Regions from separate parts of the Mus musculus genome. Here all the other regions are linked to region 6. Evidence: chromatin contacts called from public HiChIP or PLAC-seq and promoter capture Hi-C data. All regions are on one chromosome and are shown on one strand. Each heading gives the region's core, a stretch centred on a gene start, on an enhancer-like site or on the middle of the called end of the contact. The rest is flanking DNA. Distances are from core to core; before and after follow the strand shown.

Region 1 (3,822 bases), core at 463-2,962, 1.9 Mb before region 6:
GTTTATGCAAAAACTGTCCTGGCACTGAACTGTACAGTCTAGTTTCTTTGTGAAAATGTCTCTTTCCCACTCTTGGAGATTTTCTGTTTGATTGATGTTTTTCTTATGAGACAGGGTTTGTCTACATAGGCTGGGTGTCCTAGAACTCACTAAGTAGACCAGGCTGGCCTTGAACTCATAGAGATCAGCCAGCCTCTGCCTTCCAAGTGCTGGGATCAAAGGCGAGCACCAACATGCCTTTCTTGTTTTCTTGCTCTTGTGATTTTATTTAACAAAGTAAAGGATGGATGGTCAAGTAGGAAATCAGTTGGAAAGGGTCCCTGTGCCTGTATGGGATAAAGCTATCTTTCTGGGTAAAGGTAGCTATAAAGTGTGAGGAATGCCTTGGGAGGCTCACCTGTGTATAGAATTGTTCCAAAGTATCCTTCAAAGAGAAACATGACAGAACCAGGGCAGTGATTGGCATCTATGAGCGTTACAGTCATGGTTTCTTGCCCAATTTCATCTAGAGGTAATACATGACTCTCGCCAACCTCCAGGGCCCGGATCCAGTGCTTAGACACCTGAGGAAAACAGTTGGTCACCCGAGTAACCATAGACTTCTCTTTCATCAAGGAAAGCTGACCGAGTTCTGAACCACTCTCATGTAAGCTGTTATAAGGATTCCCAAGAAATCTCTCCTTCCTCTTCTGTCTCCCACCCTTTGTACAGATTTAAACTCAGAATCTGAAAACAGTCTAAATAAAGATTCTCACACTTTCTCCTATCATGATAATCCCAGCCATGGGTGGGAAACAACTGTCAAAAAAAGTTCCAGTCTCACACCAGCCACTTCTACTGACACAGACAAGATGAGGAGATGTTAGACAATATGTGTTTTTATCTAGCACATTAGATGAATTATTGGGGGCGGGCAATGAGTGTTGGGGATCTAACTTAGGGTTCTTGCACACACTAAACAAGTGTTCTATCACTGAACAGTCTGGTAGATTCTTAAATGCAAATTAGGAAAGCACTGGTTTTTGAAAAGATAGGAATCATTTCCTTGACTAAAAACCTCCAGGTAGTTAACTAGAAGCCAGTCTCATTCCGGGATCAATTCCCACATTTGTAAAAATTCAGTCCTTATGTCTCCCACTCGGTAATCCCCCAAACTGTGACAGATCAGAAGTCCCCACCCAGATTCCTGGACTAGGTCTCAGCGATCAAATCCCAGCCCCAATACCTGCAGGCGACGATGCAAGAGGCAAGCAGTGATGGGAGAGCAGTAGAGGGGCCGGGCCCAAGTGCTAGACAAACCCACCGTGTGGTCACAGTGCATGTGGGTTAAGAAGAAGAGCCGCGCCGAACCGGCACGGCGCAGGCTCCAAAAGTCCACAGCAATGGGCGTTTGGGGGATTACGACCCCGTTCATGGTGGCAGAGTTGAGGTGTCACCCAGTGGGGTCTTCGCGGGAACCGCACTCCTGAGTGAGGTTTCCACGACAGCGTCCCAATGACAAGTGGACTCTGGAACAAGTCCAGAAGCCCTAAAGGAAAACCATCCCAGAAACGGAATTAGTAGACAGAGTGAGAAAAAAGAAGGTGGCCGCGCTCGGGACGATCAGGATGAAAGCGCCCAACGCGGAAGAAGTCGGGAGAGCATCACTCACAACCGCGCGCTGGAGCTCGGGCCCAGTCCCCACATTGTCAAAGCTCGCGCGGCGGCGGGGAGACAGACCCTAGTAGTTGATTTCCGATCGCCGGCCGCGGCGCTCACACAGTGAGCTGCGCGCCTGCGCCGAGGGGGAGAATGGGTGGGGGAAGGGCGTCCGGAGGTCGGTGCCCCCCCCCCCCCCCCCCCGGACCTGCGCTCGGCGCTCGGCGCGACCCGGAAAGCTGCTCCTTGTGTCTCAGGGCGACGGGGCGGGATTTCCGCAGGAAGCTGTCTGGGGTGTCCTCGGCCACTGGGACTAGATTCCCAGGGAGGAGGCTGTGCTAGGTCTTTGGCCTTTTGCTAGTGTAGAATTCGTAACTGGGCCTAGAGAGAGTTGAGATCTGCTGGGCAGAGCCAACGGCCTGTGGGTCTCCGGGCGGCTCCTGAAGGGTCGGGGCTCGCCCGAGGACCCAAGAATGTGTTCCGCCCTGGGGGGCAGGCACAGCAAAGTGACATCTCGCCGTTAGTGTTTTCACTGACTACATCTCCTTTATTCAGGCTCCCACATCGAAATTAGGAGGAGCCCACGAGTTCCCTACGGGTCTGTGGAAACTGTCCCGTGAGTGTTGGCGACGATGCCATACCTTGGCTCTGAGGACGTGGTGAAGGAACTGAAGAAGGCTCTGTGTAACCCTCATATTCAGGCTGATAGGCTGCGCTACCGGAATGTCATCCAGCGAGTTATTAGGTATCACCAACCTACCATAGAATTCTAACTCCCCCCCCCCCCCCCCGGCCCCACTTTTAATCCTCTTCAGAGCTCTGCGATCACTCTGAAAAAGTTAAAGAAGGGCAGTTTTATCTTTTGGCCTTGAGGCTGCATTTCTGGGTTGTCATCTCAGTCTTCCGTGTGGAACACCATGCCCAGTTGAGAGGTCTCCTTCATACCACAGGCTTTAGCAATTGCGGCTGACTCCTGGTTCAATGACTTAACGTAGAACAGTTCTCCCTTTTTTCTAGATTCAGACCTGTATATCTTTCTGCTTGCTTTACATTTCGACTTGGATAGTTCATCAAAGATATGACCAAAATAATACTATCATTCTTCTCCTCTTTAAACCTACTATTCTGCTTGTATTTGTGTTATGAATGTCACCAGGCACCCTACCAAGCTTGCTAGTCAACCTTGAAAACATTGTCTACTGTCAGGTGGTATGAAAAATTCAAAATATCAATTCTTGTTCTTAAAGTTGTACTGTTGTTGGCTCAGGCTGTAATTACCAAAGCCTGTTGTGGTAGTTTATTAATAAGTAGCCTTGTCTCCTCACTTTGGTTAGGATTTTTTCTATTATATATGTTTGAACGTGTAACTAATCTATAGTTGTAGCTCAAAACTGTAGGTAGGACACAAAAGTCCCATGGGGTCCTTTTTTAAAAAATCGTGATCTAGGGATCAATTCTGATTTCATTAGGATGGGATAGAATCCAGGAACTGTATTGTAAATAAACAGTCTCAGTTGATTGTAGTAGTTTGGTTCCACAACATTGGAAACAGTAATCAGTGGAATGAAATCTAAACTTTTTGTTTGTGTTGTTTTGTTTTTGTTTTTTGAGACAGGGTTTCTCTGTGTAGTCCTGGTTGTCCTGGAACTCACTCTGTAGACCAGGCTGGCCTTGAACTCAGAAATCCGCCTGCATCTGCCTCCCAAGTGCTGGGATTAAAGGTGTGTGCCACCACCGCCTGGCTGAAATCTAAATTTTTTATCATGCCACCCAAGGAACAAAAAGAATGTTTAGTTCTTGCTCGTGCCTCCTAGCATGAATCATTATCTGTGTCACGTTTTCCCAGTGAGCTGGTCACAGAGCTAAAGCGTTCTGTGACGAAGCATTTTCTGACTTCCATAGTGGCATGTGGATGTGGATCTTCTTGGTCTGTATTTTGTGTATTACTTCAAGTAGTTACACTGGATTTTTTTCAAATCAGTGATGTTCTTAGCTGACTTCTTAGTTGATCTTGAGTTCCTAAACATCTGAAGCCACTATGGAAGTCAGAAAATGCTTCTTCACAGAATGCTTTAGCTCTGTGACCAGCTCATTTGGAAAACGTGACACAGATAATGATTCATTTTATTTTGTTTTGAGACAGCCCTAGCTATCCTGGGAACTTACTATGTAGGCCAGGCTGGC
Region 2 (3,453 bases), core at 336-2,835, 1.9 Mb before region 6:
TTAGGTTTTTAAATGTTTTACAGGAAGCTTTAGGCTTTTAACTGAGCAACCCCCACCCCCAAAAAAAATTGGCAATGGTTTGCATTCTCTATCATCTTAACCAAAAAAAAAACAAAAAAAAACAAAAAAAACAAAATCTTACAGACCATGAATCAAAAATAGCTTTACACAAACAAGAGCAAAATTGTAGGTTTTGCTGAGGCCATCCGCCACTTAATTTAACCCCACTCCGTCTACAGCAGGAAGCCATGCTGCTGTTTTCATCAGTTACTAGGAAACAAGATAAAGAGCGGACTGGGGCAACGGAGTCTACATTTGAAACTCTTGTTTGTGGCTGCACTACACTACTGAGAATTCTCAAAGTGTCACCAAAGAGACAAGAATGCGCATCTTATGAGTATCCACAACTGAGTCACTGGTTATGTAGAGAAAAGATTCACTTACTGGAGCTTGCCCCCACCCCCTCTCCGGCTTCCCGTTCCAGTACCCATTCCCAAACAGGAAAGAAAACGCGCCCAGCATAAACACACAGGCCATTGCTCACGGTTCGTCACCACAACAAACTGGAGGTTAGACCAACGCTCCTAGAGACCAAGTTTTTAGGTCTCGGTTGCCAAGCACAAAAGGGGGACGCTGCCCTACAGAGCTGTTTATAGTGTGGGTCCTACCCAAAGGCTTTTGGTTGTTTCCATCTTTTAATGTTTTGGATTTTGTTGTTCTTGGCTTTAAAGGCGACGACGGACTGCAAAAGTTTAGACCTCTAGCTTTGCCTTGCAGAGATAAACATATAGGTGGGCTGGTCCCCACACAGCGTTACCACCATCACAAATTACATACTCAAAGACTACAGAACATGAACCAAGAGAACAGAAAAGCTTCCATACCAGCCCGACCACCACGATTTACTCTAGATGCGGTTTCCCGGTCCCCAAAGGCACCAATACGCCCAAACTACAGCTACAGGGAGTGGGGTGACATGCACACGCACAAGCACAAGAACCTGCCACCGCAGTCCGCGGTTGGGGTGGAGATCTGTACGGTGGGGAGATGCCAGACGGACCCCTGTCACCTGAGGACAACACGATCTGGAGGGAAAGGCAGGAGGCAGGGGGAGCTGCCCATTTTCTCCGGCACGCAGTCGCGCCTGGCCGCTCGCGACCAGGCGCCTAGGGCCGCGCGGGGCCTGGCGAGAGAGGCACCCCAAGCAAGCCGGCTACCCAAGGGAGTCTGCGGCTCGCTCCGTCCCACCTCGGGGCGCCGACTCCCAAAGTCCACGACCCCAGCCCCTCGCCGAGCCTGACTCACCGCCGGTGTGTGTAGTTCTCAGCCTCGAGTCGGGGCCGCCGCGAGGAGGCGGCGGAGGAGAGGCGATCCGGGGCCCCGCAGCCGGGTCATCATACCCCCCGCACGAGCCGGCCCCGGCCCCGGCCCCCGCCCCCCGGAGCCGTCCCCGCGCCCGTCCTGCGGCCGGAGCCTCGCCAGCCTCCCGCCTGCCCTGCCACCCGGCCCCTTCCCGCCGCCGCCGCCTCAGCGCCGAGCGCTCCCGCCTCGGCCTCCCCTGCGGTCCGGGGCCACGGCCCGGCCCTTCGCTCCGCAGCCGCCGTTGTCACCAGACCCGACAAGTGGAGCCCCGAGCGACCGCCTCCATCCCGCCGGCCCCGCCTCGCCGGAACCATTCAGCCACCTAGCGCCATGACACCTACTGAGGCGGAAGTGCGGAGGAGCGGGAGGGCTGAGATCACTGCATCTTGCCCCGGGCCGCGGGTGTGGGTGGGCCTCCGTGGGGAGCCAGCGTGGACAGTGTGTGGGGACCGGTTTCCCAGTCCTCTCCGCACAGCAGTCTCCGAGGTCGTTTAACCGGCGTTTGGTGGCGGTCGGGTTTCTTACAGTTAGATGTCATCTCAGCTAGTGTGACATCACCCCAAACCAGTGTGATTTTCCCCCAACATCCCAATCACATCCCAGCGATTGGGCAGCGCAGGGAGACATTGACTACCTGGGGATGACTCTGAGGGTTTAGAATTCTCAGTTTTTACTTAAATTGTTTGCTGCCATGTCGATTTCAGGGCAGCATAAGGGATTTAGATGCCTCCCTGTGCTGAAGCGCTCCCACCGTAGAATCTGTTAGGAAATAAAATATCCGAACTCAGCTCCTCCATGCATGCAGTAAACAAAAATTGTCTTACCTCCACGAAGGGTAGAAAGGCGGTGGATTCCGGAAAGTGGACCTGGCATAATGTTTAAGAAAAATGACCCTGAAAACTAGGTTATCTTAGTAGACAGTTGCCAACTCAGCCTCAAGAGATTCTGTGGGACTTGATATGCCTTCCGCGCTGTAAAATGTTGGTTCTTAAAATGAGAAACATTTCTTGGAGTCGAGTATTTATAAGAGTAAGGTAGGATGGTACGTGCCTTTAAACCCAGGATTCATGCCTTTAAACCCAAGATTCTGGAAGGAGAGGCAGATGGATCTCTTGTGAGTTTGTCAACTTGATCTACATAGAGAGGCCCTACCTAAAAGAAAGAGGAGTGCCGGGCAGTGGTGGCGCACGCCTTTAATCCCAGCACTTGGGAGGCAGAGACAGGCGGGATTTCTGAGTTCGAGGCCAGCCTGGTCTACAGAGTGAGTTCCAGGACAGCCAGGGCTACACAGAGAAACCCTGTCTCTGAAAACCAAAAAAAAAAAAAAAAAAAAAAAAGAAAGAGGAGGAGATGGAAAATGTGTTCTTTCTTACAAGAACAGTCTGAACCCCTAACTGACTATCCACCACCATAGATTTTTACCTGTGTCCTGTGAGCAGAGAGCAGGTCTAGGAGAGGCCTTTCTATCAGTTATATTTTTCAGTCCTCACTCATACATCCATGATTTCTTTGGATCTTCACCTAACAAAATGTTTTCTAGGCTATCCTATCATACCTTTTAAGGAAAGTCGTTTGAGTTTCTCCTCTTAACATTGGGAATGGGGAGGAAGTTCATTTCCCTGGAGAGCCAGGGTTAGCAAAATGTTCAATCCCACAGGACAGATTCCCTTGCATATTTTCACAGAAACTTCCTTTCTTGAGTGTTTAGAGAACATAAAGTCCTCATGTTGGGCTGGCCCTGGAAATACCAAGACACAGAATGAATGAACATGCCTGCTTAGATAGCCAAGAAAAAGGCCTGGTGTTAAACAGATCTGCTTAACAAACAAGCTTTAGTTATGAATTGCTCATTTTGCCCTACCTCACCAGAACTCTATGACTGGCTTTTCATTTACTCTCAAGTTATGTCTCTTTTGTGTTTGAAAACATCTCAGATGTTACATGTCAGAGCCTTTCCTGATTGACTCCTGCATTCTCACTCAGCCCTGTCACCTACCTGTTTATTTGTACCAGCTCTTCATATAATTAGTCTCTGTTTTCGTTGTTCTTGACTTGTTTTTTTTTTTTTTCAATCTGTCTCAGTCTTCAGGG
Region 3 (3,577 bases), core at 499-2,998, 1.3 Mb after region 6:
TCTTAGATTTACAAAAATAAATATGTAAATATTCATCAACTGTTCCCCTAATCACTGGTTAAAATAAGAAGCTGACCATTGCACAACAGATTGCTCTGAAACTGTGTATTTAAGAGGGATTTAAATGGTTTCCCAGTTTCTTCATCTGACAATAGACTCCACTCTCTGCAGTGCCCAGCACTCAGATGGTTGTAAAGCGAAACATGAAGGAATGATAAAACAAAAACAAACAAACAAACAAACAAACAAACGAAAACCTGGTGCTTGTTACACCCCCAAATGCTGCTCTAGAAACTTGTAGGGTGATTGGACTGCTGGCTCAGCTCTCCCTCGCTCCCCAGCCCAGGAATCACAATAGGGTCCTGAACTCAAAAGAAGAAATATCTCCCCAGAGCAGACAGAAATAAATACAAAGCATCACTTGTTGCAGAATTCAGTACAACAAACAAATGCTGAGATCCCAGGATTTCCAAGTTGCTAACAACAGAAGTTGGGCAAGCCCTCTTTATCATAGTTTAGTAGTTGGGAGAGGGGGTAAGAAAAACATGACGACAGATCACTCTTACATCAAACTGAATTTTCAGCTAACTTCATGGAATGAGTGAATGTCTAGACAATAGTTCCTCTTTTGCAAACGATTGCAATGATTCAAGGGGGTAACAGAATTTTGTAACTCTGGTACTTATACTTGGGGTAGCTAAATGTCTGGGAACAGAAATTATGTTTAAAGCAACCAGCACAATTTAGAGAAACAGTTTAAGGGAGATAATATTTTCTGTAGGCCCATATCAAGCAAGAGAGGCACAATCTGCAAAATGAAGGCTTTCCCACATTAACAGCTAAAATACACTTTCTCGAGTTCCCTACTGCAAGGGCAGGTATCATTGTGTTAATTAAACGCTAGGTATTGGGCCTGTTCGTCACACAGTAAGGTGTGGTGAATTTTCTTTACCATTCCCTCTTATTTTTTTCCACTGCCCTCACTAATCCCAACCAGAAACTTGCCCCTGATTCTGCCCGCACTGAGCTAACCATTATAAAAATGAGGTCTCCAGATGCCTTTAAGGACCCTCTTTTTAGACTGCTGGGAAGACTTGAGACCCCATGTTACCCATTAACCCATTGCTTCCTGTCCAAAAATATCGTTTACTGCACCAACACCCAGGTTTTAGCATTATTCTACCCCTCTAAATCCGGATGCTGGCCCCAGACTATCCTATCCTGCACTAGCCCAGACAACCTAGCCTGCAGCCCCTCCTCCCAAGACATTCAGGGTCTGGATGCCTGGATGCCTCCTTTGCTTGGGACTTTTTGTTACCTACTCTAGTGGAACTTGCCCTTCTTGGCAAAGTGTCAAGGGCCAGGAGGCCTCCCTTCGAGGGATGAGGTGTGGTCCTTGCGTGGGTATAACAGCCCTGAGATTAGGTCTCGACCACGCGCGGGAAGGGAACGCGCGCTGACCAGGAGCGAGCAAGCAGAGCCCAGGAACGAGGTCAGGCGGCCGGGTTCCTCCAAGGCCAGCGTGGCTGGGTAGGGGTTCCGCGGAGTCTGGGGAGTGGGGTGCAAGTTGGCGGCGATCCAGTGACAAAGAAGGTCGAGGAACAAGGGTGGCAAGCGGGAAGCGGAGCGCGCGCGCGCGGTGGGCGGGAAACCCGGGGGCGGTGGCAGAGAGGCGGGCGCGCGCCCCGCGGGGAGGGGTGCGGAGGAGGGAGGAGGAGGCGTCTGGACCGTGCAGCCCCGCGGGCCGCGCCAGCCCAGACAGAGCCTCGCGGCAGCCGCAGCAACAGGCGGCGGGGCCGGGCTCGTAGGGCAGAGGCGGCGGTGGGGCGGGGAGCTCCAGGAGGAGCGACTCGGGCCGGCAGCCGCCAGCAGGGAAGGAAAGCACCGCCGCCTCCCGCGCTCGACCGCCGCAGCCCTCCACCCATCACCGCGCCCACCCTGCACCGGACCCCGCAGGAGGCGGCGCGCGCATCCTGCAGAGCCCCGGCCACGCCGAGCTGCCGCCAGACATGACCGTGGTGCCCGGGGACCACCTGCTGGAGCCAGAGGCGGCGGGAGGCGGTGGCGGGGACCCGCCTCAGGGAGGCTGTGGCAGTGGCGGCGGCGGTGGCGGCTGCGACCGCTACGAGCCACTGCCACCCGCGCTGCCCGCCGCGGGCGAGCAAGATTGCTGCGGCGAGCGTGTGGTCATCAACATCTCTGGGCTGCGCTTCGAGACGCAGCTCAAGACCCTCTGCCAGTTCCCCGAGACACTGCTGGGCGACCCCAAGCGGCGCATGCGGTACTTTGACCCACTCCGCAATGAGTACTTCTTCGACCGCAACCGACCCAGCTTCGACGCCATCCTCTACTACTACCAGTCCGGGGGCCGCATTCGCCGGCCGGTCAACGTGCCCATCGACATCTTCTCCGAGGAGATCCGCTTTTACCAGCTGGGTGAGGAGGCCATGGAAAAGTTCCGTGAGGATGAGGGCTTCCTGCGGGAGGAGGAGCGACCCCTGCCCCGCCGTGACTTCCAGCGCCAGGTGTGGCTGCTCTTCGAATATCCGGAGAGCTCCGGGCCGGCCCGGGGCATTGCCATTGTGTCAGTGCTGGTCATTCTCATCTCCATTGTCATCTTCTGCTTGGAGACGCTTCCCGAGTTTCGCGATGAGAAAGACTATCCCGCCTCCCCGTCGCAGGACGTGTTTGAGGCTGCCAACAACAGCACGTCGGGGGCCCCTTCTGGAGCCTCCAGCTTCTCGGACCCCTTCTTCGTGGTGGAGACCTTGTGCATCATCTGGTTCTCCTTTGAGCTTCTGGTGCGGTTCTTTGCTTGCCCCAGTAAAGCCACCTTCTCCAGAAATATCATGAACTTGATAGACATTGTGGCCATCATTCCTTATTTTATCACTCTGGGCACTGAGCTGGCTGAACGACAAGGTAATGGGCAGCAGGCCATGTCGCTGGCCATCCTGAGAGTCATCCGCCTAGTAAGGGTTTTCCGCATCTTCAAGCTCTCCCGCCATTCTAAGGGGCTGCAGATCCTAGGACAGACGCTGAAGGCTTCCATGCGGGAGCTGGGGCTGCTCATATTCTTCCTCTTCATTGGGGTCATCCTTTTCTCCAGTGCAGTCTACTTTGCTGAGGCAGACGACCCTTCTTCGGGTTTTAACAGTATCCCGGATGCCTTCTGGTGGGCAGTAGTAACCATGACAACTGTTGGTTATGGTGATATGCACCCAGTGACCATAGGAGGCAAGATTGTGGGCTCTCTTTGTGCCATCGCAGGTGTCTTGACCATTGCATTGCCAGTTCCTGTGATTGTTTCCAACTTCAACTACTTCTACCACCGGGAGACAGAAGGGGAAGAGCAAGCCCAGTACATGCACGTGGGCAGTTGCCAGCACCTCTCCTCTTCAGCCGAGGAGCTCCGAAAAGCCCGGAGTAACTCCACTCTGAGTAAGTCGGAGTATATGGTGATCGAAGAGGGGGGTATGAACCACAGCGCCTTCCCGCAGACCCCCTTCAAAACGGGCAACTCCACAGCCACTTGCACCACGAACAATAACCCCAACTCCTGTGTCAACATCAAGAA
Region 4 (3,423 bases), core at 433-2,932, 1.8 Mb before region 6:
AATTTGATCATAACGTTCTCTTTAAAATATTTTTATGTATACAAGTGTTTTTGCCTGCATGTATGTACAGCACCTGTGTGTAGTGCCCATCGAGGCCAGAAGAGAGAACCAAATCCCTTGAATTGGAATAACAGGTTGTGACTTGCTACGTGGGTTCTAAACCAGGGTCCTCTGCAAAAGTAGTTAAACGCACTTAATTCACCATCTGAGTTGTCTCTCCGACCCTTCAACTAAATTTATACACTGCCTTAATATTAAAAATAACTTTAAAAAATAGATTTTGCTATGCAGCCCTAGGCTGGCCTCAAACTATTGATCCTTCTCCAAGCTGCAGACCGCTGCTATTGCAAGCGTGCTCCATCACGACTGACTAAAGGTTTTAGTTAGAAAACAAAGCACTCCTTCCTTTGTGCTTGCAGTACTGCTTGTGAAAATGACTAAATGTCTAAACGGAGTGTATCTCCTCAATTTCCCCAATTGTTGCGTAAAAGAAGGAAAGATGATGTACAAATAACGGCAGTGATCACTTCTGTATTGCTATGAGGTGTCCAACTGTATGTATGTTTACCCAGTTATTCACTTACCAATTCAAGAAAAAAAAATCAACAGCGGTTACTTTTTGTTAGCACTTTAACTTTCTTTTTTGATAGTGTGTTCTTCATAGAAAAGGCCCTATAGATAAACGTGTCCACATAAAACGAATTTATGTTCACAACCATTTAAAGGTACTGGTGATTTGAAAATGTATTTCTATATGACTATGGATTCTTCTAAGTAAATTATATTTCAAATCTAGTTTTATACAGTAAATAATTTAATGGCTCTTTATTATTGTAAAGGGTTGGCTTTACTTTCCCTATCAGTTTAATATTTTTACTTATGAAAATACAGCCTAGCAACAGTATTATTTGCGCTTTAATACTTTTTGTTGGGAAACCCAAATGCTAGGGCAAATTGACCTGTATTGTTACTTGTTTATTGTAGTACAATGTATACCCAGTAGGTGTTCAAGAACTTCTCTATTTTAAACGATAACTTTTATTACAGAAGTTCACTCAGCCTAAGTTACTTCTCTGGGAACTAGTGGTGTTAAACCACAGTGTCTTTTATATGCCTAGTACATCATTGTAGTCGGTTATTTCCAAATAGCTTTCTCAAGGACTTAAATGCAATTCTAGGTAAAAAGCTAAAGTAATGAAACTCAAAACGGATTTCTGAGTAAACACCATCTCCTGGCGAACAGTGTCAGGTTGACAGCGCTTTTCACATTTGCAAATTTATATGTATGGGTTGAAAAAAAATTAAAAATTTCTATCGAGACATTTTTTTTTGTTGTTAACTATAGCTGTATGTTCAACAAAAATGCTGGATTCTACCTTTCCAAGAATTGGAGGGAAAAGTGACTCTGGCAAGGCGGAGCTGCGCTCAGGGAACGCCTAAGGCAACATTTGCACCTGCCTTGAGCCTGCAGCGGTCGCCACAGCAGTGCTATAGGAAATGCTTCAAAAAAATTTTTTTTTTCTTTTCTGAATAGCAGCTTTACAATGTTCTACAGCGAAACCGTCGTTTTACATATTCCGAAATTCTTTTCCTCCTGGTTTGTCAAGGGTAAACTGGAGATTCTTTTACCTCACAAAGGCTATGGGGAGAAATACGAAATTGAAAAGTCACTATGGAGACCACCTCCGGGCAAGATGAAGGAGGAACACTGGAAGTGGAGCGCCTGAACACACGGCGAGACTCTGAAAGCTATTAACATTGTTTGGGCGGTTAGGGCGGTTGGCGGCAACTCGCCGGAGGGCGGCAGTTGCGTGGCACCCCGAAGCGTGCCTAGGCGCACGCTCCCCTCCGCTCCTCCACTCAGAGAGCAAAGTGGGGGCGGAGGGGGAGGGGGAAGAACGCGAAGGGCGGTGGAACTACAACTCCCGCAAGGCCTTGCGCGTCCAGGGTGCTTTACAATAGAAGCTCGGTTGGCGAGGTCTGCGGAGAGGTGTCGGAACTGCCGTTTCCGGCATGTTCAGGTCTACGAGAACGACCGATCAGTGGAGGGTGGGGGAGAGACTCCAATGCCCAGCGGGCCATGCGCGGGCAGCGCTTGCGCGAACCGCGGACGGGGGGGCGGTCGGGCCATTTAAATGTGTGTTTGTGGGTGAAATGGCTGCGCAGGTCGGAGCGGTTCGCGTAGTACGGGCGGTGGCGGCGCAGGAGGAGCCGGACAAAGAAGGGAAGGAGAAACCCCATGTTGGGGTTTCGCCGCGGGGAGTGAAGCGGCAGCGCCGGGCGAGCAGCGGGGGTTCTCAGGAGAAGCGGGGGCGGCCGAGCCAGGACCCCCCTCTCGCTCCCCCTCATCGGCGGCGTCGTAGCCGCCAACATCCCGGGCCGCTGCCTCCAACGAATGCCGCCCCAACCGTCCCGGGCCCTGTTGAACCTCTGCTCCTGCCGCCTCCGCCGCCACCGTCGCTGGCACCCGCCGGGCCCACTGTCGCTGCCCCGCTCCCGGCCCCGGGCACCTCGGCCCTCTTCACCTTCTCGCCTCTGACGGTGAGCGCGGCCGGGCCCAAGCATAAGGGCCACAAGGAGCGGCACAAGCACCATCACCACCGCGGCTCCGATGGTGACCCCGGCGCCTGCGTTCCGGGCGATCTCAAGCACAAGGACAAGCAGGAAAACGGCGAAAGGAGCGGAGGGGTGCCTCTGATCAAGGCCCCCAAGAGAGGTGAGAGCAGGCGAACCGCTGGGGCTCGGGCTGTAGGTCTCAGTGCCCATATCCCGCCCCTTTAGGACTGAAAGACGCCGCTCTACTCCCCTGAGCCCACTGGAGTGGACTCGGGATTGCAGGCGGTTGCCACAGTTTGACCTACTTGAGGCTTCTCTCTGAGGCCGAGCTGTCAGTTTCCATCCCTGTTTGCAGTTCCCCCGGAGCCTTTGCAACATTTATTTTCAAATTCGGCAGGGTTTCCGCGCCGCGCAGTGCTTGGCATCGGATTAGTAGGTGGGGTACTAAAACCTCCCTTTCTGAAGTAAAGGCTTGTCACTGAAAGTCCCTTCTTGTTCTCTTGCTTGGAAATCTTTAGTTTTTCTCATTCCTGGCACCAGCATATTTACAGGTTTGACTCTGGGCTCTGAGTTTGAATTCTTAAAGAGGTTACACAACTACTGGTTGCCTTAGCTTCGGCGAGGTTAAAAAAATCATTTACGGTGTTTATTTTTCAGCTAGACGTAGTAAAAATAGTTTTTTAAAAAAAAATATTAGCCCTTTTAATTGTTAGTATGGTTTAGGATTGGTTCGAGGAAGGTTTTATCACCCTCTGAGTCTAGGAAGTATACCAACCGTATCTCTGAAGGGAAGGAAGCGTGCAGTAGGATGCAGATGCAGATGTAGATTCTAGTTTCATTTCATTTTGCCAGAGCACTGTTTGAGAA
Region 5 (3,295 bases), core at 720-3,219, 1.6 Mb after region 6:
CACAATTCTGGAAGCATAGCCAAATATGGGGCTCATATTAGAGCATTAGAAGGCTGAGGCAGGAGAATCACATGTTAGAGATAACCCTGCACTGTAAAGTTAAAAAGTAATAATAATTCTGCGAGCTTCATTTTAACAATATGGTGAATGGTGAGCGGGTGGCTAAGCCTTGGCCTCTTCTATTATGGGCACCAGATCAAAAAACAGACTGAGTAAATGCCAGAGATCAGATTGCTAGAGGAAGCTAAGTGCAAGGCACGCTACACAGGAAGGGGTAGAGATGAGCCATGGACACACCCTTGTTTTCATAAACCCTTCTTCATGTAAATAATATATATACATATATATATTTTTCTTGAAAATGACCATAACTTTTGACCAAACAATTCTATTTCTAGTAATTAACCATGAAGAAAAAATTTAAATGCACAATATTGGGCTAAAGAATATTCAACCAGCACAGAACCTGGTACCACCAGGACAGAGGGTAGGGAGGGGACACAAGAGCAACTTAATTGGTCACTAATGAACAGTAAGTTCACTTTAGGTGTAGCTATGATAACAAAGTTGGTGTGTTTTGCAACTATTACAAACAAAGTAAATAAAAACTTACTGTCCTGAAAAGGTATTTATAATAAATTCTGTGAAGAATCCCTGCTACATAATTCAGAATTGTATATATAGTATGTATATTGATTTTGCTTTTAAAAAACATTTCTCTACAGAGTGAGTTCCAGGACAGCCAGGGCTACACAGAGAAACCCTGTCTCGAAAAACAAAAAAAAAAAAAAAACAAAAAACAAAAAACAAAAAAAATTCAAATAATACATTTGCAAAGATAGCCATATGGAAAAGATAGTCTCCAAAATATCCTTATCAAACTATCATCTCTTCACAGTAGGACTATGAGTGGTTAGTTTATTCTAAAGTTTTTAAACCCAGGCATGTTGGTGTAATCCCAGCACTTGGGAAGTAAAAGCAGAGAGATCAATACTTCAAGGCCAGCCTCGGACACACTGCAAATTTGAGGGCAATGAGGGGTATATGAGATACTGTCTCTAAAACAGAAAAGGGAATAAAAATTTTAAAGCTCAGTTATTTTAAAGTAATAATACACGGTCTTCACTAACACCTAAAACTTAAACCTAATTTCTTCCCCCTAAAACTTCCCATGACCTAGCTATTAGAAGTATCAATGCAAATTAAATATGGCACATGGCAGTAAATCACAGGACAAAGGTGGGAGAATTCGAGGCCAACCTACGAGAACAAAGAAGGTACCAATGTTAAGATTCTGACACTTTCCCAGCACGCAGTTTGGGGTTTCAACGTGTGCCATCTCTTCCTTTAGTCCCGTGTGTGCACCCCTCCCCATCGGCCCTGTGTGATAGGTTACTTCTCCTCCGATGTTGGTGAAATGAATCAATTTAAACCAGAGTAGATGATGTTAAAGGCAGGTTTATTGGGAAGCTGCCAGCCGGTGGGTGAGTTCACTGGCCCCAAGGACCAAGGCCAGCGAAGTTTCCTGGGAAAGGAAGGAAGAAAGAGAGAAGGGGGAATGTGTGCAGAGAGAGAAAAGGAGAAGGAGACCAAAATGTCTGGATTCTATAGAAAGGAGCCCTATAGAAAGGGAAGGGCAGCCCAGCCCCTGGGCTGGAAAGTTCAGGGTTGGGGGCAAGGTATGCCAGGTGGGAACTGAGGGATGCAGAACCTGGAGGCCAGTTCTGCTTTGATAGGTAAAGTATACACCTCAGCCTCTTGACCTAGGGTCAGAAACTGAGCACTGTCTTCTTAGCGATTGGCCTATTGCATAGATGAGACCATGCCAGACCTGCTGGTTACTTTAAAATTTAAACCAGGTCTACGTCTGGTTAGGACTGGAAATTGCTTGAACCAAATCCAAAGGTTAAAAATCACTAAGTCCAAGTGCTAGGTCAGGAAAAGGCCCTGAGGCCCGACTACAGATTGCTTTGAAGGCCCAGCACCCCCAATCGAAAGCCAGCCATCACTGGTCCTGTGGTAGTAGCTATGCCTTTTCGTAAAGAGCGCGGACGCGGCGCCGCGCTGAATTTCGTCCCTCTGGAGACGCCGTCCAGGCGCCCGCCTCGGTCAAGTCACGTGATCGAGGTTTGCGGTGAAGGAGGAAGTGTTTTGCTGCGGGGTCCTGGCCTGGGGCGGACAGCCTGCGGGATGGAGGCGACTTTGGAGCAGCATTTGGAGGACACGTGAGTAGTGCGTGCGGCCGGTCCTGGGCTCCGGACAGGGGAGCTGGAATGGGACAGCGGCATGGACCGCGAGTGTCTGCGGAAGCGTTTGGGGCACTCGGGGCGGCGAGCGGGTGACTTCTGCCTACGGCCGGGCCGCTCGTTACTGGGTAGTAAAGTTTCGTTAGGCGTGTTCGCAGAATCGAGTAGCTCTTGAGAAGTTTGGGAAACGGATTAAGTTTGGGGAAGGATGCCCCGGGTGTGCTAAATCGAGCCCCCGCAGTGCCAAAGCACTTTCACGCACATCTTCCCGCGTTTGTGGCCCGTCAGTTGCTCAGCGCTTGTGAAGTAAATATATCCGTAAAGTTTTTCAGCTATCTCTGTAAAATTTAAAATTGGGAGGTGTAAAGTGGCTTACAAGAAGACACCTCCTCCTTGAGCTTCTTAATCCCCTCCAGGAGCAATTCCCGTTACTGAGATTTAACAGTTGTCTTCAGGAGTTGCAGTCCTAGAGCATGCTTCTATACCAAGGACAGAGCCCTAAAGATAACTGCCTTGTTTGTGTCTTTGTGAAGCAGAGGTGCCTGAGAAAATGGTTTGGGTTTTGTTTTGTTTATTTAAACAACTCACAGTTTGTCCTCTGAAAGGGGGCGAAAAAATTTAAGGGCTGATTTGAAGTGCTTAATACTCGGTGCATAGAAAATCTGTTTTACTACAGTAATTTGAAATATTTTCTTCACATCATCTGGTTCATCTTTCTTGTGCTCCCAAAATTAGAATGAAGAATCCATCCATTGTTGGAGTCCTATGCACAGATTCACAAGGACTTAATCTGGGCTGTAAGTGTCTCCTACCAGCCTCCCTTTGAAGTTCTGAGAGCCTTAACTTACACTGCTACTATTTTCTAGCTTTTATTCCTGTTACCTTTAGGGCATAGAGACTATCTCCAAGTAAGAGTAGATGGTTGAAGCCTTTCAGTTGCATTTTAAAGGCAGAAATGTTCCTCCCAGTTCTACAACTGTTCCTACTAAAATGGTTTTGAATAAATTTTAAGTGGTCTAGAAAAGGGCTTTAGATAAGGACATCTTTAC
Region 6 (3,528 bases), core at 359-2,858:
TCTCCCACGGTTTCGTGGATATAGAACTCAAAGATTCTAGACAACAAATACAAGAATCCTGGGTTTAAAGGAATCACATTGAAGATCGACCATCTCAAAAGCCCCCTTTTGAAGTCAGCCATCACTACACACTCCAGACGACAGTGTCAGGATCACATCTTATTCACTGTTTAATCCCTAGTGCCTACTATAGTATTTATATGTAACAATGGCTAAACAAAGCTTTTTAAAGAATGATCCCCCAAACCCAAAGCTGAGTAGGACAATCTTAAAACCATATCCCGAGGCAACCTAGAAAATGAGAGATCAATACAACACATACACAAGGCTTTAAGAACCACCTGAAATTTCTGCCATAGCACAGTACTTACTAATCCAGAACTTCTACCTTCTATGTCTAATCCCACTCTAGTCAGAAAGTAAATGAATTTTTAATTGTACGATTCCAACTGACAAATGGTCGAGATGTACTTATAACAGAAAATTCCAACTTTAAAATACTGGACGTAGCCTTGGCCACAACTCACCGACGTGACCATCTAGTTTACTTCCCTAACTTGCATACGCTTTGGTCCGGCCTCTTCAAACTCACCATCTGGAAGAGTTACTAGTTTGTCACGACTCTCAATAGAGTCACGTGCTACACACCCCCTTCCGGATCCTGAGTTAGACTCACCTGAGTACTATAGTTTTCAAGAATCAGAGAGTCCAGAGCAATGGTGGAGAATACACAAGTTTTTCCAGTGCCCGACTTAGCTTGGACAATTAAATCTGAGGAAGAAAAAAATTATATATATTACATATTATTACCTAGATTTACTGATGCCACCAGATACCAAATACGAGAAAGGAGAATGAAGAGGTTCTCTGCCATGAGGACCTAGTTGCCACCTGTATTTTTGGTTGACTCTCAAACGCGCAGGAGGTGTGCTTGATGCCCCAATCTCTTAACCACCGAGCTACCTCCCCAGCCCTTTGCGCCCCGAATCTCTGCCGCTCACCTTCTCCAACTTGGACTCCATGCTGGAAGAAAGTCCTACCCTCAAATTCAACTGCGCGCCTTAGAGCCTGGCTTAGCCCCGCGATGGCGCGGAGCCGGAGCTCTCCGGGGGCCACGCCGTCCCCTCCTTCCCCCCACCGCCGGCCGGCCCCGGTCCTCACCGAGCCCGCAGCGCCCCAACGGGATGGCCTTGAGCTGCACCGGAGAGGGTCTCTCGAAGCCGGCCGCCCGCAGACCCTCCAGCACCGGTCGCGACAGCAGCAGCGACTCGAAGTCCGCGGGCTCCGCCAGCACCACGTCCCCGGTACGTGTGCGCGGCCCGCCGATGTCGTGTGCGGTCCGCTGGGTCCACGGGGATGCCGGAGTCGGCTCCACAGCCTGCACCGGCGCGGCCGCACGCTCCGCAGCCATAGTGGACTCGGAGGTTGTCAAGGCCGCCGGGACTTCAAACGCCGCCGCCGCCATGGTAGCCGCGCCTCCAGATCTCGCGATATTTAGACTTGAGGCGGGGCTCCTGGGAGCGAGAAGGAGAAAAACTTTATTGGCAGCCTCCCGGAGAAGACACGGACACGCCTGGAAGCGGAGGGGAAGAACGGAAGTCGGAGGCTGTCACTCTAGGAGGGAGCAGAAAAAAAAAAAAAATGTAGCCTGAGAAAGAGGCGGGAAGAGCGAGGGAAGATGAGGCTACCGGTGTGTTGCCGCCTGCGGCCTGCAGAGGGCGCCGCGTGCCCTTGGTGGGCGCCGCCCGCTGCCGGCCTCCCGCGGCTCTGAGTGCCTGGCCGCGCGGCGGGGCTCCAGACCCGAGCGCCCAGGACGCGCTTTGTGACGCAGCTCGCGAATCGGTCGCCGTCGCCTGGGCTTGGAGTCGGCTCCTTGGGTCAAGCTCGGCTGTAGCCACGCCGAAGTCTTCGCGATCCGTACCCTGTCGCGTGACGGAAGTCTCCTGATATTTAAGTGGAAACCTGGACTGCACGCCAACTCCTAGGCTCTGCTTGATCGCTCTCTCGGAAACCCTAGGCTAATAGACGTCTCGGGTCCAACGGATCTTTTGTGTGCCCTTCCTCCGTTATGGGGTGGGCAACTAGCACACCACTTTCCCTTCCTCTAGACCCACTCATGTGTCACCCTGTCAAAGAGGCTTTTCTTGAAATCTTGAGTGGTTTCCATCCTGACTGCTTCCTGGCCTTTCCCATTATTCCCACCACTATCCCCGAGTTTGATTATTTGGTTTGATTGGCTTAGTTAGTTGGTCTGTTTATTTTCTAAATCAGAGTCTCCCTATGCCGCTCAGGCTGGCCTCAAATTGGAAATCCTCCTGGCTCAACTTTTCAGATACTGAGATGACATGTGTGTGCCACCATACCTGGTCAGGTTCTTCATGATACAACTACCTAAAATGTTTATTGTCCACCCCCCACCACCACCCCCACACACACTTTCCATGAGGACAGAAAGCTATTCTGATTTGTTCCCTTCTGTCTCTGGTAGGAGAAACATAATCTGGCACGTACTAAATACTGTTTTTTGAAAGAGCTCTTAGAACAAAGCTTTAGTCATGCTTCCAAATGTAAGCATATCTTTATTACTTTTCTCATTGATGATGATGGACTGAGTCTCAGAACCTGTAAAAGAACCCCAATAAATGTCCTTGGCCATGGTGTCTCCTTACAGCAATGGAAACCCTAACTAAGACATGTTTGCTTAGAAATTAACAAAGCACTAAGCAAACGTCCACTATCCAAATGAAGGAAGAGGAACTAAAGATCGCAAGCTTCCTCATAGTTGCCCACATCTTTCACCCACCCAATCCACAGATGACAAATCTGAGGATTCCTTTTTGCTTTGCCTTCACCCTCTTTCTATCAAACTACTGTCAAATACTTGTGTCTCCAAATGTCTCATCCACTCCTTTACCATCTCCATAGTATCTACCCTGGGTCTTCTGGTCATCCTAACTGTTGCAAAACCCTTCTAGATGGGCTTCCCTGTCCAGACCATGAACCTCAGAGGCACAGAAATTACTTCCTTTATCTTTCTTTTTCCTAAGAGTTGAATCCATGATGTTGGCATACTACACAAACACTTCACTGTCTAACCACACTCCCAGTTAAAGAGTGAAACTCATTCCTCACTTCTTCCTCTCTCTCAGTCTCTTTTTCTGTTGCTGTGCCAAAAGCACCTTTAGGGAGAAGGTTTGGGTTGGGTTTGGGTTTGGGTTTGGTTTTGGTTTTCTGGACCATGGTTGAAGATACAGTCCATTATGGTGGAAAAGTGAAGGCAGTAGGAACTTGAAGTGGCAGGTCACGTTACATCCACTTTCAGGAAGCGGAGAACAGTGGATGTTTGCAAGTGTGAAGCTTTCTTCACTTTATACATGCCAGGATCCCCAAGAGAGAATGGCCCTGCCATTATTAAGATGTCTTCCCATATCAATTAACCTAGCAGAGATAATCACCCAGGGCCCATCTCCAGGTAATGCTAGATCCTGTCAATTGGATAGGTAATGTTAACCATTACGTTTCCTTTCT
Region 7 (3,422 bases), core at 757-3,256, 1.9 Mb after region 6:
ACATGTAATAGAGGCTGAGGACATACCTCAGCAGTATAGTGTTTGCCTACCTTGCACAAGGCCCTGAATCTGATTCTCAGCACCACATAATAACACGAATAAGGGGTGGTGCACACCTTTAATCCTAGCACTCAAGAGGCAGATGAATCTCTGTTGAGTTTGAGGCCAGCCCCATCTGCAGAGCAGAGTTCTAGGACAGCTAAAGCTACACAGAGAAACCCTGTCTCAAAAACAAAAACAAAACAAAAAACAAAGAAGCAAACAAACAACAAATAAAATAAAATGCACAAAAGGGTATTTATCTGACTATTTTGTGGCTTTTCAGGAAAATTTAAAACTACTTTACCTGCTGAGCTATCCCGCCATCCCTAAAGCACTTATTTTAAATGTATTATGTGTTTATCTGTGTGTGTATACATGTGCCCATGGAGGACAAAAGGACAGTACTGGATCCCTAGGAGCTAGTGTGCTAATAGGCAGTTGTGAGCGGCCCAACTTGGGTGCTGGGATCCTCTGAGAGAACAGCAAGTTCTCTTAACCACTGAACCATCTCTCCAGTCCACTCAAACATTTAAAAAGAGAAATTTGAAGGTGTAGTTCAATTCTCAGGGTTCTCTTCAGAAAACCTGGACAAGTCTGGTCATTAAAGGTCTTACAAACTTAACTTCCATACTCCTTCGTACTTAAGAGATCACTGAGAAGTAGCCACTGATCACCCATCATTCCACAACAAAAGGCTCCTAAAAGGTCCATCTTTTTCAAAAAAGCCACTCTAAACTCATCCTCTCAACTCTGGGCTTGTTCCTTTGTGACATAAGTTATCAGAATTTGAGCCTGCGACAACAACAAAATGTTTGGAGGGAACTGATTTCTTAGGCTTAAAGACACTATCTTTAGTATCTGGTACTAGCTGAAGCATCAAATTTGAATTTGAGGAATTCCCTCTCGGTAAGTGCCTGGCTGTTCATCACACTGGAAGTTGTCTCAGGTGGAGGAGATTGCGTAGTAAGCGCTCTGGGAATGAATGTGCTGATGAGGAAGCCCTGAAATGCTGCGACGAGACGGGTGTGTGTTCATTCATGAATTCTGCAAACGGAAGCAGTGGGAGGAATTTTAACTTGGGGCGAGGTGAATAGCTCCAGACAGCGCGGGCAAAGGGAATCGCAGCTCACTAGCAAGGAGGAGAATCCGGCGCCCTTTGTGTACTTCTGATCCCTTCACAGCTCAGCAACTGGGCTCACTGGGCATGCAAAAATACTTGGCAATGTCTGGCCGCGGTTTGATCCAGCGCTGACTAAAATTCGGAGGGAAGCCACAATGTGCTCTCTCTGCTACTCACACAACCTGGGGCCGGCCAAGCAGCACTAGAGAGAGAAGCCCTGTTCTAAGCGCCCGCTAAACTCTCCTGGGTCCCTTCGCTGCCAACTGGCGTGGCCCACCACCCTGCTAAGATCAGAGGCCGGAAAGGATGAGGGGCTAACCAGCCAGCAGACCACCGATTTTGCACCCCAGGAGGGCTGTGCCTCAGGCCACGCCCCCGGGGGCGACCGGCCATCCCCGGCTCGGGGACCTTCTTCCCCCGGCCGCAGCAGAGTTGGTGACAGGGCTCCGGGCTTTCCTCCCCGGGGCTGTGGCGGCTGCCAGCCTAGCTAACTGCACGGTTCCCGGTAAAGTGACAGCTCCCAGGGTCCCTGTCAAGCCGTCGGGAAGCCCGGCTGGGCCCGGATGCCGCCCCGGTCTCCCGGGACCCCCTCTGTCACCCGCCCGGTGCCAGCCTCGCCCCCCTGCAGCTCTGACCTCCGAGTCTTTGCGCTGGTTGCGGTTGAACTCGCGGGCTTTGCCCCCCGGCAGGAGGCCTCCGGCGGCCCTCGGCGCCCCAGGAGGAGGCTGCGCGGTGGCAGGCGGCGGAGGAGGTGGCGGCTGCGGCTGCTTGTTGTTCACAATCAGAGGGCCGGGACCGGCGGCTGCCGGCTCCATCTTGGCTGCTCCACACCCCCGGCTCAATTCGCGGACGGCCTCCCGTCAGGCAACTCTCGCGTGATTTCCTCCAGGAAATTTCCCCAATCGCCATATTCAGTGTGGCTGCGTGTGTCGAAAGCCGCAACTGCCAATCACCTCCCAAGGTCTTTCCTGGCTTTGTCATTTAGTTTCCCCTCCCTCCTTCCCGTGGAACTAAGCCGGAGACGTGCGGCTGGGCTCGCAGGAATCCCTTTAGATGTCTTTTTTATCCATGAGACTTAACACTTTAATTCGTTGTCTATCATCGCTTTGCCTGTCTTTAGAGCCCTCCCTGTTCAAGGTGAGGCAGGATGAAAGGGGAAATTAGGGAGACATCATTAAAGAAAGCAATTCCTGACTCATGGGTCTAGTTGACACGTTTTCCTAGCAAAGAATTTCTGTACAATTAACAACTGGTTGTGGCTTTTCTCTAACCTTCCAGCTGAAAAACCTCCAAGTCAGTAGGACTCTGTAAGAAACACCTTGTGCAACCCTGGGGACTCCTGGTTTTACTTATCAGATTATAACTCCATCCAAGACACCTCTGGAGCCACGTTAATAATCTCACTTATCAAAACAGGGGAAAAAGCCGGGCGTTGGTGGCGCACGCCTTTAATCCCAGCACTTGGGAGTCAGAGGCAGGCAGATTTCTGAGTTCGAGGCCAGCCTGGTTTACAAAGTGAGTTCCGGGACAGCCAGGACTATACAGAGAAACCCTGTCTTGAACTTGAAGTGAAGAGAGACAGAGAGAGAGAGAGACAGAGAAAGAGAGAGAGAGAGAGAGAGAGAGAGAGAGAGAGAGAGAGAGAGAGAGAGAGAGAGAGACTCTTGGGGGCTAAGGATAACAGTATGAAGTTGTATCTGTCCTCAAGCCACTGACAAATACTTTTAAGGATATAATAATGAACAAAAATAGGATTCTAGTCTTCGTGGAGTTTACATTCACATGGGGGAGATAAACAAATGAATAAATAAAACTGAAATTGAAAATATAACAGAGAAATCATGGGGAAATGAGGGTGTGTTTAATAATCCCTTAGAAGTGGCTCTTGCTTTTCTGCCTTCATTTTGTAGCTGTCTCGTTTACTCTGAATTACCTGCTCACATCTGTATTGACTCAAAGAGCAATCATCCAAAAATGGTGGCCTCTCACCTCATTCTCCGTCACGTCTGAGTGCCAAACACATAGGAGTAACCAAGATGGTTTTAATGTTACTTTTTACAGTGTCCTCCTCCAGAAACCTCCCTCCCCAAGAAGCAGGTACAAGACTCTTGGTCACTGGCCTCAACCCTCTAGACATCAGGAGTGGCAAAGCCTCACAGAACACAGCATCCCCGGATGACGAACAGCTCTTTCTATCATGGCCTGTGCACCCTGGAGGAGAAAGAATCAACTCCTGAGAACCAGCTTGTCCCTTAAGTAA

What was found. Promoter capture Hi-C pulls out the DNA fragments that hold promoters and counts their contacts. HiChIP or PLAC-seq counts read pairs in DNA pulled down with a chosen protein or histone mark. Capture Hi-C pulls out chosen DNA fragments and counts their contacts.
Region 1: a contact with region 6 is called in a promoter capture Hi-C map of liver, with 2.3 times the contacts expected there. The contact joins the promoter of Dclre1b here to the promoter of Ddx20 in region 6. A contact is called at or near these places in 1 of 39 promoter capture datasets (pre-B cells) and 1 of 9 other capture datasets (liver).
Region 2: a contact with region 6 is called in a promoter capture Hi-C map of pre-B cells, with 3 times the contacts expected there. The contact joins the promoter of Hipk1 here to the promoter of Ddx20 in region 6. A contact is called at or near these places in 2 of 39 promoter capture datasets (liver and pre-B cells).
Region 3: a promoter capture Hi-C map of hippocampal neurons shows a contact between it and region 6, with 6 times the contacts expected there. The contact joins the promoter of Kcna3 here to the promoter of Ddx20 in region 6. A contact is called at or near these places in 10 of 39 promoter capture datasets (the C10 cell line, the HPC-7 cell line, cranial neural crest and 5 more), 1 of 484 Hi-C or Micro-C datasets (B cells), 3 of 115 datasets of contacts at active chromatin or transcription factors (astrocytes, large pre-B cells and pro-B cells) and 1 of 9 other capture datasets (liver).
Region 4: a contact with region 6 is called in a promoter capture Hi-C map of pre-B cells, with 2.3 times the contacts expected there. The contact joins the promoter of Rsbn1 here to the promoter of Ddx20 in region 6. A contact is called at or near these places in 2 of 39 promoter capture datasets (hippocampal neurons and pre-B cells).
Region 5: a promoter capture Hi-C map of pre-B cells shows a contact between it and region 6, with 7 times the contacts expected there. The contact joins the promoter of Lamtor5 here to the promoter of Ddx20 in region 6. A contact is called at or near these places in 10 of 39 promoter capture datasets (the 3T3-L1 cell line, cranial neural crest, embryonic stem cells and 6 more), 1 of 115 datasets of contacts at active chromatin or transcription factors (large pre-B cells) and 2 of 9 other capture datasets (adipose tissue and liver).
Region 7: an H3K27ac HiChIP or PLAC-seq map of embryonic stem cells shows a contact between it and region 6, with 6 times the contacts expected there. The contact joins the promoter of Strip1 here to the promoter of Ddx20 in region 6. A contact is called at or near these places in 5 of 39 promoter capture datasets (embryonic stem cells, erythroid cells, hippocampal neurons and 2 more), 1 of 115 datasets of contacts at active chromatin or transcription factors (embryonic stem cells) and 1 of 9 other capture datasets (liver).

Annotation. Positions count from the first base shown.
Region 1 is chr3:103,807,675-103,811,496 of GRCm38.p6, forward strand. It overlaps Dclre1b (DNA cross-link repair 1B), which reads right to left and starts at 1,713. Exons shown (of 4, transcript NM_133865.2): 1 at 1,226-1,713; 2 at 398-563. The coding sequence starts at 1,414. Ap4b1 (adaptor-related protein complex AP-4, beta 1) reads left to right here and starts at 1,843. Exons shown (of 10, transcript NM_026193.2): 1 at 1,843-2,383. The coding sequence starts at 2,271. Gm15471 (predicted gene 15471) reads left to right here. Exons shown (of 5, transcript NR_040412.1): 5 at 540-766.
Region 2 is chr3:103,789,690-103,793,142 of GRCm38.p6, forward strand. It overlaps Hipk1 (homeodomain interacting protein kinase 1), which reads right to left and starts at 1,586. Exons shown (of 16, transcript NM_010432.2): 1 at 1,306-1,586.
Region 3 is chr3:107,034,414-107,037,990 of GRCm38.p6, forward strand. It overlaps Kcna3 (potassium voltage-gated channel, shaker-related subfamily, member 3), which reads left to right and starts at 1,749. Exons shown (of 1, transcript NM_008418.2): 1 at 1,749-3,577. The coding sequence starts at 2,010.
Region 4 is chr3:103,912,438-103,915,860 of GRCm38.p6, forward strand. It overlaps Rsbn1 (rosbin, round spermatid basic protein 1), which reads left to right and starts at 1,683. Exons shown (of 8, transcript NM_001356556.1): 1 at 1,683-2,716. The coding sequence starts at 2,014.
Region 5 is chr3:107,276,889-107,280,183 of GRCm38.p6, forward strand. It overlaps Lamtor5 (late endosomal/lysosomal adaptor, MAPK and MTOR activator 5), which reads left to right and starts at 1,970. Exons shown (of 4, transcript NM_026774.2): 1 at 1,970-2,225; 2 at 2,982-3,043. The coding sequence starts at 2,029.
Region 6 is chr3:105,685,963-105,689,490 of GRCm38.p6, forward strand. It overlaps Ddx20 (DEAD box helicase 20), which reads right to left and starts at 1,609. Exons shown (of 11, transcript NM_017397.3): 1 at 1,162-1,609; 2 at 677-771. The coding sequence starts at 1,465.
Region 7 is chr3:107,629,704-107,633,125 of GRCm38.p6, forward strand. It overlaps Strip1 (striatin interacting protein 1), which reads right to left and starts at 2,007. Exons shown (of 21, transcript NM_153563.2): 1 at 1,798-2,007. The coding sequence starts at 1,977. It overlaps Gm10961 (a long non-coding RNA gene), which reads left to right and starts at 1,898. Exons shown (of 3, transcript XR_375960.3): 1 at 1,898-2,299; 2 at 3,224-3,422.